Regions from separate parts of the Mus musculus genome. Here all the other regions are linked to region 1. The links are chromatin contacts, called in public Hi-C maps. All regions are on one chromosome and are shown on one strand. The core of a region is the stretch at or near the end of the contact, and the rest is flanking DNA. Distances in the headings are between cores, read along the strand shown.

The links. A called contact is a pair of places that touch in the nucleus more often than the background predicts.
Region 2: a Hi-C map of cerebellum shows a contact between it and region 1, with 1.9 times the contacts expected there. The contact joins two enhancer-like sites. A contact is called at or near these places in 1 of 484 Hi-C or Micro-C datasets (cerebellum) and 1 of 115 datasets of contacts at active chromatin or transcription factors (embryonic basal ganglia).
Region 3: a Hi-C map of cerebellar granule neurons shows a contact between it and region 1, with 2.3 times the contacts expected there. The contact joins two enhancer-like sites. A contact is called at or near these places in 2 of 484 Hi-C or Micro-C datasets (cerebellar granule neurons and nephron progenitors), 2 of 115 datasets of contacts at active chromatin or transcription factors (embryonic basal ganglia and embryonic midbrain) and 1 of 9 other capture datasets (embryonic stem cells).

The regions. Positions count from the first base shown.
Region 1 is chr9:29,788,316-29,793,333 of GRCm38.p6, reverse strand. It overlaps a transcript of Ntm not described here. Among named protein-coding and RNA genes, the nearest start is that of Gm15521, 160 kb to the right of the region's middle. Within about 2 kb of position 2,048, at least 27 of the 459 cell types and tissues checked have an H3K27ac peak or open chromatin away from gene starts, as enhancers often do. A contact at or near this core is called in cerebellar granule neurons, cerebellum and embryonic basal ganglia, where this site is marked.
Region 2 is chr9:30,189,901-30,194,213 of GRCm38.p6, reverse strand. No RefSeq gene overlaps it. Among named protein-coding and RNA genes, the nearest start is that of Gm26435, 100 kb to the left of the region's middle. Within about 2 kb of position 2,888, at least 5 of the 459 cell types and tissues checked have an H3K27ac peak or open chromatin away from gene starts, as enhancers often do. A contact at or near this core is called in cerebellum, where this site is marked.
Region 3 is chr9:30,281,534-30,286,219 of GRCm38.p6, reverse strand. No RefSeq gene overlaps it. Among named protein-coding and RNA genes, the nearest start is that of Gm26435, 8.1 kb to the left of the region's middle. Within about 2 kb of position 1,534, at least 37 of the 459 cell types and tissues checked have an H3K27ac peak or open chromatin away from gene starts, as enhancers often do. A contact at or near this core is called in cerebellar granule neurons and embryonic basal ganglia, where this site is marked.

The sequences.
Region 1 (5,018 bases), core at 799-3,298:
TCTCTAACATCTAACTTAACTTTAAAACGTGTATGCTGGTTTCTTTGCACACTGGTTCAAAATTAACTGAGTATATCTATCCCGTAATGGTTTGCTAGTAAACATGTTTCAGTTTTGACAGAAAAGCAGCTTCCAGAAGACCTCTGCTTCATTCACTTATAGCTACAGGCTGCTCTAGACACAGGCTATAGAGGGCTAGAAATATAAATAAAATACAGGTATTGACCTTGGACAGCTCCCAACTGTGCTTTCCATTTCCATGCTCCATTCTCACTCAAGGAAGGGCAACTTCTAACAGGACCACAGAGAACATCGGACCCAGATGGTCAGACCCAGCTCTGGTTAGAAGGTCAAGGAGGCCTTGAAGCTGTGTGCACTTCTGCAGATGTCCTGTGTGTTACCAGACATCCAACAGAGGAAGGAAAGGCAGAGACCATCGCCCCTGCTCCCCCTTCACAGCTGCACTTGTGAATTCTAGGTGTTTGACCCGTGACAATGACAGGGACTGATAGTGTTTACCATGGATCCCTGTGACTCTGTGGACTTTCTACCTAGTAGCAACTAAGTTCTCAGAAATGTGAGAAATACACCTTAGAGCTTTTGTGGGTAGAGCTATCTGCAATCTCTAATGGTTTTAGTGACACCGATGTCAAGCCTATTCTTTCCCCAGTCTTCCTTCTTTCCCAAATCTACTCCAGTTCTTGTGTCCTCATGTATCAGCACCCATTACCTTTCTTCACACCCCTCTTCTACTCCTTATTCAACTCAGAGTATAGATGTCTACGGGTTGCAGAGGCAGTCAGGGAGTCATGGATCAACACAAGATGCAGAGTCGGGCACAGGCAGCAAAGGGAAGATGGAGGACAGAAAAAATGAAGGGGTGTCAGCTTTGATTCACAGCAGTCTTTTTCCCACACTGATTGATGTCAAGGCTAAATGTTCTGGATGGTCGGAAATGACCCAACGACAGTGTGTCTGAACCAGGCTGCTTCCTCTGGGAAAGTAAACAGTGATTCTCTAGACCATGCAAACTAAAAGGTCCAGAGCCTGTAGGACATGACCTTGGTGTCTTCTACTTGGAAGCCTTAACCCACAGTGGTCAATGGCTCAGCCGCTGTTGGGAAAACTGAAGATTAGTTTGTGACTTCTCTGAGTAGAATGCATGTTTCCTACTTCAAATCTTTTGTGTATTCTTGTACATTCTACTTGTGAGTGCTTGAAACTCTGCCATCTCCTCTAGACTCTAGAGACTCTTGTCTGCATCCCAGACCACCTAGCTATGCAGAAGGAAATTAACCCTGTTCTCTACCCACCATGTCCCCCTGTGTCCCTTGTCTTCTGTATTTCCCACAGCGTACATTCTTTGGAAGATGAATTGTTAGGTAGAGAGCACACACAGGATCACTTATAGAGAGGCACGGTGATGCAAGATTCTGTGAGAGATCATAACACTCGAAAATGCTTTACCTTTCTTGGCAACTGTGCACCACTGGGCAATCCAGTCTTGTCCAAGACTCATCAAAAGATATGCTCTTCCCTGAAGACAGCAGGATATCTGCCACCTGCTTGTGCAGCCAACTGTGCTCAGTGACTTTCTGATCCCTGACTCTGCAGCTGAAGCCAGGAATGAGCTGTGTCTGGTGACCAAGAACCACAGGATTTTGCCTGCGCTTCTCTTGGAGGCTACCCCAAAACCAGCAAGCAGCTCCCTCATGAACTAGGCAGAGGCTTTGCTTTCCTTTGCTCCAATGTAGGTCCTCGGAACACTGAACTTCCAGACAAACACGGGCCTCAGCCCCTTCTCAATTCTCTCAGTCCTATGTCAGCTGGTGTGTGTGGTTCCTCTTTTTCCTGGTAACAGTTGGTAAATGAGTCCCTGTCTAGCTGCTCATGCCGCATGGCTGTTTGGAGAGAGCCTTCATCCTTATGGCAGGCGCATTAATGCCAAGTTTGCTCATTCTAATTAATAACAGTCAGTAAACACCAAAGAGAGCTAATGATGATTACAGGCCGCAGCTCCTGCGTGTTAGCAAACACACCAGGCAGGTGGCCTCTCCTCCCTCCCAGCAAGGAGGCTGGGGCTGCATCCAACAGTGCTGCCTGGCTTCACATGGCCTCTACCCCACGGCCAGACCTGGTCTTACACCTCAGCCTGGTCCCTAGAGAACACAAAAGGACCAGTTACGGAGAAAGAATTTGGATCTGCCTCTGAGACCACAGTGATCAAATCTTGGGGCTCTCTGTTTCCTAAAACAATCTCCCTAGCACTTAGAATAAAACAATTTTCTCTCCTACATTCGATCTTTTTTCTAATTTTGAAATTAATACAATTTGCTTTGAAAAGTTGAATTATTGAAGGCATATAAAAAAAGGAAGATGACTTTTTCACAGCCCACCGTTCCGAAAATGGTCAAGCCCCTACTGGTCTGAGGTTCAGTTCTCCATGTTTGCATCTTCTGACCTCTTGTTGAGACTTGATTCTGTCCTTTTCCTGGTAACTTGATGTCACCTTTCCCACCGCTGCTGAATTGTGCCAGTTATAAACTCATTTTTCTGATTCAGCAAAGCCTTTGCCCTTCCTCTAGTCCTGATTGAAGGATTCCTCCTCCTATGATAAGAATATCTAGGTCTCAAAAGGCAAAATAAAGAGAAGTTTAGCTCTACTGAGCCCCAGGCTACCTCATTTCTCAATGCTTTCCTTCCTGAGCCAGGGATGGTAGATCTCAGACCAATTACCACATTATCTTCTTGTTGAGCTGTAAATTGAAATTTGGAGATTCTATTTGGGATACGGTTGGGCTTAGGCCAGGCCTTGAACTTGGGATATATTTGCATCTGCCAGCCAGGTGCTGGGATTATAGTCATGAGTTTCTGCATTGTGTTAAACTTGTGATTTTTGTATTTTTCAAGATGCTCCCCTCCCTATGGCCATATGGCACAGGGAGCTGCATGGAAGAGGAACGCTGGGTCTCCGAGGCATTCCTTGGGAAGGCTATAACCCATGGGAGAGCTCTGTGGGCAAACCCCGGGGCCTTGATCTCTGAGTGCCCAAAACTGCAGTGTGGCTAGAGGAAGGGGACAGGCCACTGTGGTCTCGGAATCAATCCACACCCTGTTCCTTTGTCAGAAGGTCCCAGACTTCCTGCAATACCACTGCTTTGCTGTTAAAGTTCACTTCCTCTTACAGATGCCAGTTGATTTACCTACAGAAATAACATTTCTCTTAGCACTGTCCCAGTAATTCAGACAATACTGTGTTCCCCAATGGACTGTTGAGTCTAAGCCAGCCAGAACCCATTCTCTGCAAATTTAGAGAGGCTAAGGCACAGAACTATGAAAAGCACTATCATTTCTGGGATGATAATAAACAGGTCTAGGTAAATACCTGAGTGTGATTGGAATGGCTTATCATACTGGCTATTTAGAGGTGTGGGAGACCTTGCATTTCTCTGCATTTTTGTTTGTTTCTTTCTCTTTCTTTTCTCTTATATATGCTTTCTTTTCGACGGCTTTCAGACTTCTCTGCTTTTTATTTTTGCTATACAATTACCCTTCCTCTCTTTCGAGTTTCTCATTCTCCTTTTTCTTTTAGTCACAGCAAGTGATTAGAGGGCTTTCCTAATTAGGACCTGACACATTTAGTACATCAGTTCATTTATCCATTCATCCATCCATCCACCTGTCCATCCATCCTTCACTCATCTCACTGATGTTCTCTAAGCTCTTTATCACTCGCTTTATCTCTTTGTTAGGTTGTCAGCAAACAGATCCTAACTTGTTAGTAGCTGTGTCTGAAAGAGGGAGAAAGGCTTGTAAGGACAACTTCTTTTCTGGATATAGGGTCTTTTGAAAGCCTGACCCTTCTACCTCTACCTCCTCAGTGCTGGAATTATAGTCATGTGCTCTTTATGCAGCTGGGGACTGAACCCAGAATTCCAGGCATGCGAGGCAAAAGGACTCTACCAATGGCAAAACATGTCCAGGACTCAAAGATCAATTAACTTCAGACATTCATCTCTGAGGGCTAGCAATGCCAGGCAGCTGTATGGAGGCATCTTAGGAACCTCTGCAGAGAGTGATGTTGGGAACAGTGAAACCCAGTTAAAGGTGTCAACAGCAGATGGCAAGATAGGCTGGGGACAGAATAGATTTTAGGTCGCAGGTACCGCCTGGGTAAAAGCTTGATAAGATGAAATAGCCCAGAACATGTGAACTACTGGAAATAACCACACCTGGCCGAGGAGAATGCAATGAGGCAAGCGCCAGGGAACGGTTACTGAATCTGATCATGGGTTGCTTGCCAAGCACAGAAAGATGCAAACCGTTTTCCATATGGGTAGTTAGCTTCAGGATGGGGAGGCGAGAATTTACATTTTATCTCTCATCCTGCTGTTGTATTTGAATTTTATACCGTGAGAGAATGTTTTACTTTTACTTAAAAGAAATGCTGATTGTGCAAAGCCTCATGCGCTAGGTTTCATGGATGAAGTTGTAGGTCCCTCTTTTTTTTTCCACCCGAGAGAGGAGGCAGGGAGGGTGGTGTGTTGAAAGTCATTCACTGAAGCTTGGTGTCTCCTCTCCTTCCACTCTCAAGAGTTTGTGTACACCTTCTGAGCATATATCTGTGTCAGTTAAACCAAGCCATGGTTTACCTCTTGGCCAATTTCATTTTTTTTTAATTGGAGAAACGGACACTCAGTCCCCACCAACCAGGAGGCTAAGAGTGTCATCTGATGGGTGTGAGGCTTATAGAGGAGATTACCTGCTTTGCTTTAAGCAAAAATACTCTTGGCCTCCTGGTTGGTGGGGGCGGGTGTGTGTTCAAACATTCCAAAGAATTTACTCGATGCTCACAAAGATGTTAGCTCATTCATAGAGAAGGGCAGTAGATGGCCACTAAGGGAGCTTAAGAAGCCCTCATAGGGCTGCGCCTGGACTTGTAACTTTCCAAACTCAAGAGTCATTGAATATCTAGCCATTCCTGCAGAAGGTATGGCTTCCTTCTGAGCACTTCCATT
Region 2 (4,313 bases), core at 1,639-4,138, 400 kb before region 1:
ATCCTCATTTTACAAAACAACCCTAAAGACTGAATTAGATTCAAATCATCTCTAATAGGCCCTAGTTTCAAAGACCATCAATGTATGACTTTGGGGATATCATAGGAGGTTTTTGGGAACAGAGCCAAATCATAGCACCTGCTATTGGTTGCTATAAATAATAATATACAACTAAGAAGCCTGGCATAATGGCACATGCCAGTGATACTAGCCCTCAGGAGGCTCAGGATAGGAGAACTTGTCTCAAGAATAAAAACAAATCCAAGCAAACACAATCCATCAGCCAACCAATAACAGAAACAAATAAGGTTGCCTCAGGTTTTGCAATAAACAAGGTCACCACATTTCTGCCACTGACATATAAAGGGTAAGTTAGAGCTCATGAGGAAGGAGGAGATGGCACTGGGAACTTAACCTATAATATCCTGGACAGAGAATGTCAGTTCAAAAGCACGAGAGTAAAAGGGAGCGCATTGCTTTAAGCACTTTGAAGGTAGTTTAGTGTGACATGGTTACAGAAGAGGGATCATAAGAAATATGCTCATGAAAATTCTTGTTGGACAGCTTAAAGAACTTTGACAAGGAAGACCTTTAATGAGCTCTAAAAGCGAGAACAAAGGGCACGCTCTGCTTTGGAATACAGGCAGCCAGTAATAGTGGAGTGGTTGAGAATGAGAGACCTCACGATTGGCCATGAAATGATGTGGATAGGACATGATGAATATCTGTGTTAAGAGCTGACTGCAGGCACACAGAATATAAGGATTCCTTAAAAGGAACACAGTTGGCATGTCTCGATTATTTGAATTCCTGAAGCAGTTGTGGGAGTGAGGTGAGCAAGATGACTGGCCAGGTTGAAGGTTATGGCGACAGGAATGTCAATGAAGACGGGGAAACAAAATGTATTTGGAAATTCAAGAAGGGAAAGAGATCAGGGAGGAAGAAAGCCCCCTGGTTTTAGGTGTGCTAGGAAGAATACTGCGAGGGAAGCAAAGAAGGACATCTGTAATATTCTGGGAAGAAGTCAGGGTTAGAAGGTTGGATTTAGGGGATATCAACTCATTCACATGCAGCCAACAATAAATCTAAAATGGATGTAGATGCGCAAAAACCTGGCATTTCTTACATCCACATAATGTCTGAGTAGTCAGGGCCCTGAGGATACACCCAGTTCCCAAATGAAGTGGTGATAAGATATCAATTCAGTAATCCTGAGATAGCTCAACAGTTACCATCTGCTAACTGGTACCAGACTGTTACCATCAGCTGAACCCCACTGTCATCCTCATTTTATAGCAGTATTACTTCTTTGAAAAGTTGTATCTACTGTCAGATTCCTAACTAGATTTTCTCTGTTCCTCTTTCAACTCGCCTATAAAATTATAGACCAGTCCAGAAGATAGAATGTTCACTTAATATCTCTGTATGTTAAGACTGGCCATGTTGGCCTAGACATCTTTGTGGATGAACAAGTCCTGTATGTTTCTTTCTCTTAGGCTTTGTTCTCCATGGCTCTTTCACAGGCTCAACGTGTGACACCATGAGGGATCTCTCCATGTCTGTGTGCATGCATACCCCTGTCTGTTTTGGAAGCCATTGTCTTGGGTGAAATATCCAGAAGCTACCCTGGGAATCATCCTGAAAGATTAGGAGTATCCAATTCATCCCCATAACGGTTACTGTGAGATTTTAGGCAAGTGGATGACATGACTTTCAATTTCATTTTGAGCATTAGCATAAAATTCCGCTAGGAAAATAAAAGCCCGTCCCTTCAACATTGTCTTATAACAGTCAGTGTCATGGCAAAGAAGGACCCTGTGCCAGTTTGGATATGAATGTTAAAAGGCATGGCCATCAGGGAGGAGTTATTGCATGTTGAGAGGTTGAGCATGCAGAGGTACTTAGGTCATTAAAGGTATGCTCTTGAAAGGGATTGTGAGACCCTACATCCTCTCTCCTCCTCCTTTTGCTTCTCTTCTTCCTTTCCCTTCCCCTTCTTCCTCCCTTGTTTTCTAGCTATAAAATGAACTTTTCTGCTATGTCTCTGTGCCTCACACTATGGCTGTGGGATTCTTTTCACAGACTCAATGTGGGCAGATGACTGTGGGCTGGAATCTCCAAATCTGGTTAGTCCAAATCAATCATCTCTCTTTCTAACTTGACTCTCACTGGCATTTAACATAGTGCTAGAAAGCTGAATGACACAGCTCCTGGACCTCAGGATGCTGAGCCTTCCCTACAGCCTTCTTTAAGTTTCTGAGTCCTATTTCTTGCTTGGACAACTCATTATTTTTCTTTATGACACACCCTTTTATACTCATTCAACATGCCCCTGAGACAAGGCCCTATGTCTTCATTCACAGTTTCAAAATTGTATAAGCACTCAGTAACTCAAGGCTTTATTAAAATTCAGTTATATTAATGACAAATACTTTGCAGTCAATAATTATTGAGTGCTTACTTCATGCTGGGAATTATCTTGAGTCCATTGAGTACAATATCTTCTTATTCAATGTTTACAATAGCCCCATGAGGTAAGTCTTATGACTATTCCCATTTTAAAGGTAATGAAGGGAGGCAGAGAAAGAGTAAATAACATTTTCAAGATTGTTCTGCTAATTAGTAATGGAGTCAGGATAGAAGGGGAGCAGCTTGCCAATCTCATCCTTGTTCTTGACTGCTCTGACATACAGTACCCCACTAATGCATAAAGGTAACACACAGCTAAGGAATCTCATGGTCTCATGGAGTCCTTTCTATGTACAGTCAGTGCCACATGGGGACTAATTTCTCCCTTTTTGCTCCTGAACTTGTCCCTTGCTCTAAATATCAGCTTAGCATCCACTCCCTGCTATTTTCTGATCTGGAGCCCTGCCTGGGCATCTGTTCTGTCTGGGAGACTGTCAATAGGAGTTACATCTTTTACTGTGTTGAGCCTACCTCCAGAAAGAAGCAGGTCCCAGCTCTGCATTTCCTTCAGCTGAGCAAGCCCAAAATACATACAAGAATTGCCCACTTCTACCATAGTGTTGGTGGCCATGGTGGCTTGGTGGCCATGGTGGCTTGGTGGCTGGTGATCTTTTGATTCCTCTAGTAGAACTCAAATCTCTCTTCGTTTTGGTCCCCTTCAGTATATGTTTGGTTTAATCATGGTACCTGCTCCAGTGTCCTCTGACTGGCTGTAGGCTCCCTGAGAAGAGTGACGCCTAAGCACACATTAGACTTGTTCATGGTGGGCTGATAATTGAGAACATGAGAATCTTTAATGTAATTCAATCTGTAGTTCTAAAATTCAGTCTCCTGCCCTCACGTGCCCACCTCAAAACCATATCCATTAAAGAAGAAACAGGTCACACAATTTGGTAATAACTTAATATACTTTCCTAGACTCTTCGCGTAATTAACTTGGTGATTTAACAACACTGGATTTTATTGTCATTTTATAGTGCTTTGCTAATACTTCATTTTTATTCTCATCTTATTTCCCCACCTCCTAATCTGAAATAATTTTTATTATCTTCCATAGAGTCCTCTTTAAAAAGAAAACCCTTCCTAATCAATATTAATTTCATTCCAAGATCATATTTTGAGATGGAGCTGTACACTTGGTTCAAGTCTGGAGATGAAGAAGTAGTTTGTAGAATCTATGTTTTCAAAGACATTTTCTTATTAAGATAATTATCTTCTAGGCTGGCAGGGTCTTTTTAGTCACATTGTTGCAAACCCCACTGAGGGCTGCTTCAAGGTGACTCGGTCATTCTCGGAGAGAAAGAGACTGTCACAGCTTGGGGGAGGCCAGCAGAGGCTGGAAGGAAAAGAGGTACAAGGGCAGATGGGGTTCACCCCACTACCCTGGATTCCTGTACAGTTGGCATGTTTGGGTTTGGCACTAGGAGACAGAGCCCATTGCTCCAAACTCTCGGAAGCATTTGACATGCCGTAGAGCGAAGGTTCTAGGAACAAAGCCATCAGTGGGATGGAGCCAACAGGAGAAAAAGCTAGAGTGAGCAGGTGGCTAGCTACCAAAAAGGAAGTGTGCAGAAGACATGCAGTGATTGGCAACCCATCTCAATTTGGGTGAGTTCTGCTCTACATTCCAGAGTTTCTTTCATGAACTCTGGTCAGAAGTTCAGTAGAATTATTTGTATTAAGATGAAAAATATGAAGACTATTAATCTGTTCATTATTTGAAAAGCCAGTAAGTTATGATATAATTGCAGAATAGGGGCAAAATAAACAATGATTTTGATACACTCTGGAATCATTATTTCGGGGAATTCAGAAAGTTTCTTAGCTTTTCTTTTCCTTTTGCC
Region 3 (4,686 bases), core at 285-2,784, 490 kb before region 1:
GGAAACATTGACTTCCGGTGGTATCATGGCATATGCAATCAAACCAACACTTAGGTCACCTGTTTTGCATGAACCCTCACATTAAATTGAAGTCACTTAATGTTTATGCAAGTATAATCTTGGAAAAGGTATAATTCTGTATCTTTTCATATTGAGAAAAGCCTCTAGGGGTGGGACCTTGGCAAATGGTAACCAGAGGTAGCTGAAGTAATTTTATGGCTGCCTCCCTCTATACACATGCTTACAGGCCTGCTTTCATTTTCAAAAGCTCCCACTTTGGAATATAAAGGGGAAAGCGTGCAACGTGTGATCAGAGAAATGGCGCTACTTAGGAAGGTGTAAGAGCTATGAAAGGAAGGAAGCCAATAGGCAGCATAGTGCCTGCACATGCATAGAAGGCTGTCTGGGGTGGATGTGATTGGCACACCCATCACTGAATTCAGGCTTCATAGACTTGCCATGACTACATCAGTCAGAGACGTTTTCATGAAGGCCTTTACAATGGAGAATACATATGAGGGCACCTTTCCACGCTGGCTGTTTAAGCTTGCCTTGAGAAAAAGGCAGAAAACGAATGCCTTGGGAACCAAGCCCCAGACACTGAGCTCAAGTAGACCTTTCTGGTCAGTGAGAAGAGGAGTTGGACTTTATCTACTGCTGATGTTCACTTAAAGGATGTTCATGCAGCCATGACTTTAGAGCTCCTGCTCGGTGGGGCTGGCAGCTTCTTATCCTGGGCTGAGACTGTTTCTGTCCATACAAAAGATGGCTGTAGAATATGAGCTGGCCTGGAGTTGCTGGGCCCCAGGCATTACTGTAGCTCCTCTCGGGGCTTAGCTCTTGGCATAACAATTCTATCCATTCTGCTAGACATTCCTCTTGCTGTCAGGACTCTCATATACATAAACTCACAAAGAACTGCCTGCACCAATGACTCCATTTCCCAGAGAAGCGGATCCCCAAAGAGCAGGCAGGGGTGAGCTAATGAACCAGCTCGGAAGGGAGAATCACAAAGAAGACCTCTCCTAGAGGTCAAGGTGGCTCAGGGCTCCGCGACCCGATAAAGTCATGGAGTATGTGAACGGGAGAGTCTTTAGCTTCGAACCAGACTGAGGAAGTGGGGAAGAAGGAAGAGAGGCACAGGATCTGCTTTTTACCCTGTGTGCCTCATAAAATGAATGATCAAAAGTAAATTACAGACTTGCAAATGGGTGGTTAACGACTGAGACAATATGAGTGCAGAGAGAAGCTCATCAAAACACACTGGGCAAGAGCAGGAGGGAAGGGCTGAATACAAATGATGCTCTATAAAGCCACAGCATCAAAGCAAACGGCCCCCAGTGGAGGGTCCGGGTCATTCCCCACACCTGTCGGGTGGAGAGAACGTGCTGCAAGAGTCCTCTTTCAAAGGAGGAGCAGATGAAGCGCCTGTGTGGAAAGGGGAAGAAAGACTGACGGGAAAGAGGAGTGACAATGTCAGAACAACACAGCCTCAGCTGCTGATGAGAGCCGCCCTCTTCTTAGACAGTGGGGTGGGACAGCAGCCGACTTCAGGCTTTCAGCAGGGCCAGTGTAGAACTATTCTTAGCAGAGGCTGGGGGAGGGTAGGAGGGAGAGGCTGTGAAGAATGCCTATGTCTAATCAATGCAATAATTCACAGCCTCTGGGCTCAAAAGCACAAGTAACTAGGGTAAGGTGGCCCAGTGCAGCACAGGCTGGAAATCCCAGCACTCTGGAAACCGAGGCAAAAACATCCTAAGTGAGATCCTGTTTTAATAAAGCCCAAAACAGAGGTGGGAGATGACGTTGGCATCAGGGAGCCCACACATTTACTTAGGGTACAAGTGGAGTCCCCTCAGCTGCTTAATTTTTTGGCTGATGTTCATTCCCTGGGAACTGAAACAAAAGGGAAGTGGAAAGCAAAGAAAATTATTAAGGTATAACGAACGACAAGGAGTTCAGTTGGGGGGGGTGTTTCAGAGAAGGAGGAGAATCACACGGTCAAAGTGGGCCAGGTACAACCCATTTTCCCTGGTGGAAGCCACCTTTGTTCTGGGTTTTATTAAAACAGGCTCCCTTAGGGTATTACTACATGTAAGTTACTTTTCTCCTCGATGTTGTGATGTTTGCCATAAGCAACTTCAGGGAAGAAGGGTTATTTTGGAACATGGTTTGAGGTATATGGTCCATCACATTTGGTAAATCATGGTGGCAGCTGGCCACATTGCCTCTGTAGTCAGAAAGCAGAGAGCTGCCAAGCTTGGCCGGCTTTCTCTTTTATATTCGCTCAGGAACCTGCTTATGGAATTGGGCTGCACACACTGTGGGTGGGTCTTCCCATCCCAATTCTATCTAGAAGCTCCCTCACAAGCTTTGTCTCTAAGTGATTCTAAGACCCGTGAAGCTGATTATCCTCTCATTGGCTATCACAACAGAAGACTTTCAAAGGCAAGCCTTTTCCCTTGTCTACTGTGAGGGCTATCAGAGGAGGCCACATAAGAGCTGGGTGTCAGAATGCCATGCAGAGAATACAGCTTGTCCAGACCCAGAGCAGCTGGAAAAGGCCATTCTGCATGGAGAAAATGACAAGCGGCAAGTGTAGCATGAGAGCGGGGGAGAAGCGTGAAAGAGGAATCTGGCGAATTGAGGAGAAGATAGATTGCGGAGGTTCGTTATGTCACGCTAAAGAGTTTGGACCATATTCTATACGGCAGCCTCCTGGGTTCCTCAGTAGGAGAAGGGCATGATGGATCTGTATTTGGAAAGCCCTCCTTATCAGCTGTGTGAAAGAGGCCCATACAGAGAGATGCCTGGGGACATCTGTACTATGGCCATTGGGGACATCTGCTGCACCAGGTGACTACCTGTGCTTGGGCAGTGACAAAGCACAGCAGGCTGGAGCATGGGAGGAGCAAAATTGGCAGAGGTTAGCAAAGGGTAGCAGCTTCTCTGTCCTACATAGGGCGAGAGCCACCTGCTCTATGCAAATTCACGACAGACAAGCCAAGCCGCACAGTAGGCTGCTTTGCTACCTGCCCATTTGGGTTTGGTGGCCAATGCCCAAGGCAAAGGCTACAAAAGTGCGGAGCTGAGAGGGCCCCAAGTAACTCAGAGCACTAGCACTGGCATGTGTCCAGAGAGGGCTCTAAGCAACAAGGGTATCTCTGAACTTTCCAATAGGTTTGAGTTTCTGATAAATTAACAAAGACAACCAAGTTGGTCTCTTTGCTCCCCTTATCACTTAAGCACGGCATTTGCCCTGATTTAATTTTCATGTGTTGACATTTGCAAAGGATGTTGGGAGTGGACTCTTCTTGATCTCCCTCACCCTGCTATTTAATTGAATCGCATTGATCCTGTAGGTCATGGCTTCGTGTCACTCCTTCACGAGACCCCTCCTCAGCTCTTGCTGACTGGCTCCCAACTCTCCTGCATCTTCAGTAGGAGAGGACTTTCATTTCCAAGTGACTGTGTGTCATGTGTAGGCTAAAAGTGAGGGCTTGAATTTTTAGTCATAAGCATTTGTTACTGGCTCATAAGGGTCTTTCATCCCTAAGGATTACCTACCTGATGGAAGAGGGAGGGGTGAAGATAGATTATCTGTTGTGGTATTTGTTCTGTTTTTAAAACCAGAACATTAATATTGCACCTTATAATTTTAAGACTTTGAGCTAGCACATGGAACTCTGGGTTTCACTATGACATTATCAAATGATTTATTGTTGTTAATTTTCCTGCTGCTTCTTCCCCTTGCATCCCTTACACCTTTCACAGAGCTGTCATGTGTCACCTTCTACCACCTCTATGTGGTTTCCTTCCTAGTTTCATAACCTATGCACAAACCCTCTGCTTATGTACACACTTGGAAGAATTTCCTTCGTTATCTCCCAAATCCGGTGCCATTATTATGTGAGTCTCCAGGAGACAGTTCCTCTCTTCCTATCTTTCATTTTCAAGGTACTGGCTGGACCATGTGCCCCACTCCAACCTGTGAAGGACCCTGGGAGTAGACAGCTCCATTCCCTACTCTTCCTCACAAGCATCAACCTAAATATATATATATATATATATATATATATATATATATATATATATATCCCCTGACAAGTAGAAATAAGTAACAGTGGGGGAAGGGGAACAACTCTGGGAACTACTAGAAATTCCCAGACACCAGGGATGCAAGAGGCTCCCAGGACCCAATGGGGATGACATTAGCCAAAATACCCAACAGCAGGGAGATAGAACCTGAAGACACCACCTCCAGTAGATGGACATGGCTCCCAGTGGATGGGTGGATGGCTCCCACCCATCTCAAAATTTTTAACCAGGATTGTCCCTGTCTAAAGGAAATGCAGACACAAAGATGTTAGCAGAGGCTAAAGGAAAGGCCACCTAGAGACTGACCCACCTTGGGATCCATCCCATCTGCAAACACTATTGCTGATGCCAAGATGAGCTTGCAGAGAGGAGCTTGGTATGGCTGTCCTCTGAGAGTCTCTGCCAACACCTGACTCAGACAGATGCAGATACTCACAGCCAGTCATTGGACTGAGCCCAGGGACCCCAATGGAAGAGTTAGGGGAAGGGCTAAAGGAGCTGTAGGAGATTGTAACCCTACAGGAAGAACAAAACTAACTGGACCCTGCCACCTCACCCCCTTCCCCCCTAAGCTCCCAGGGACTAAAC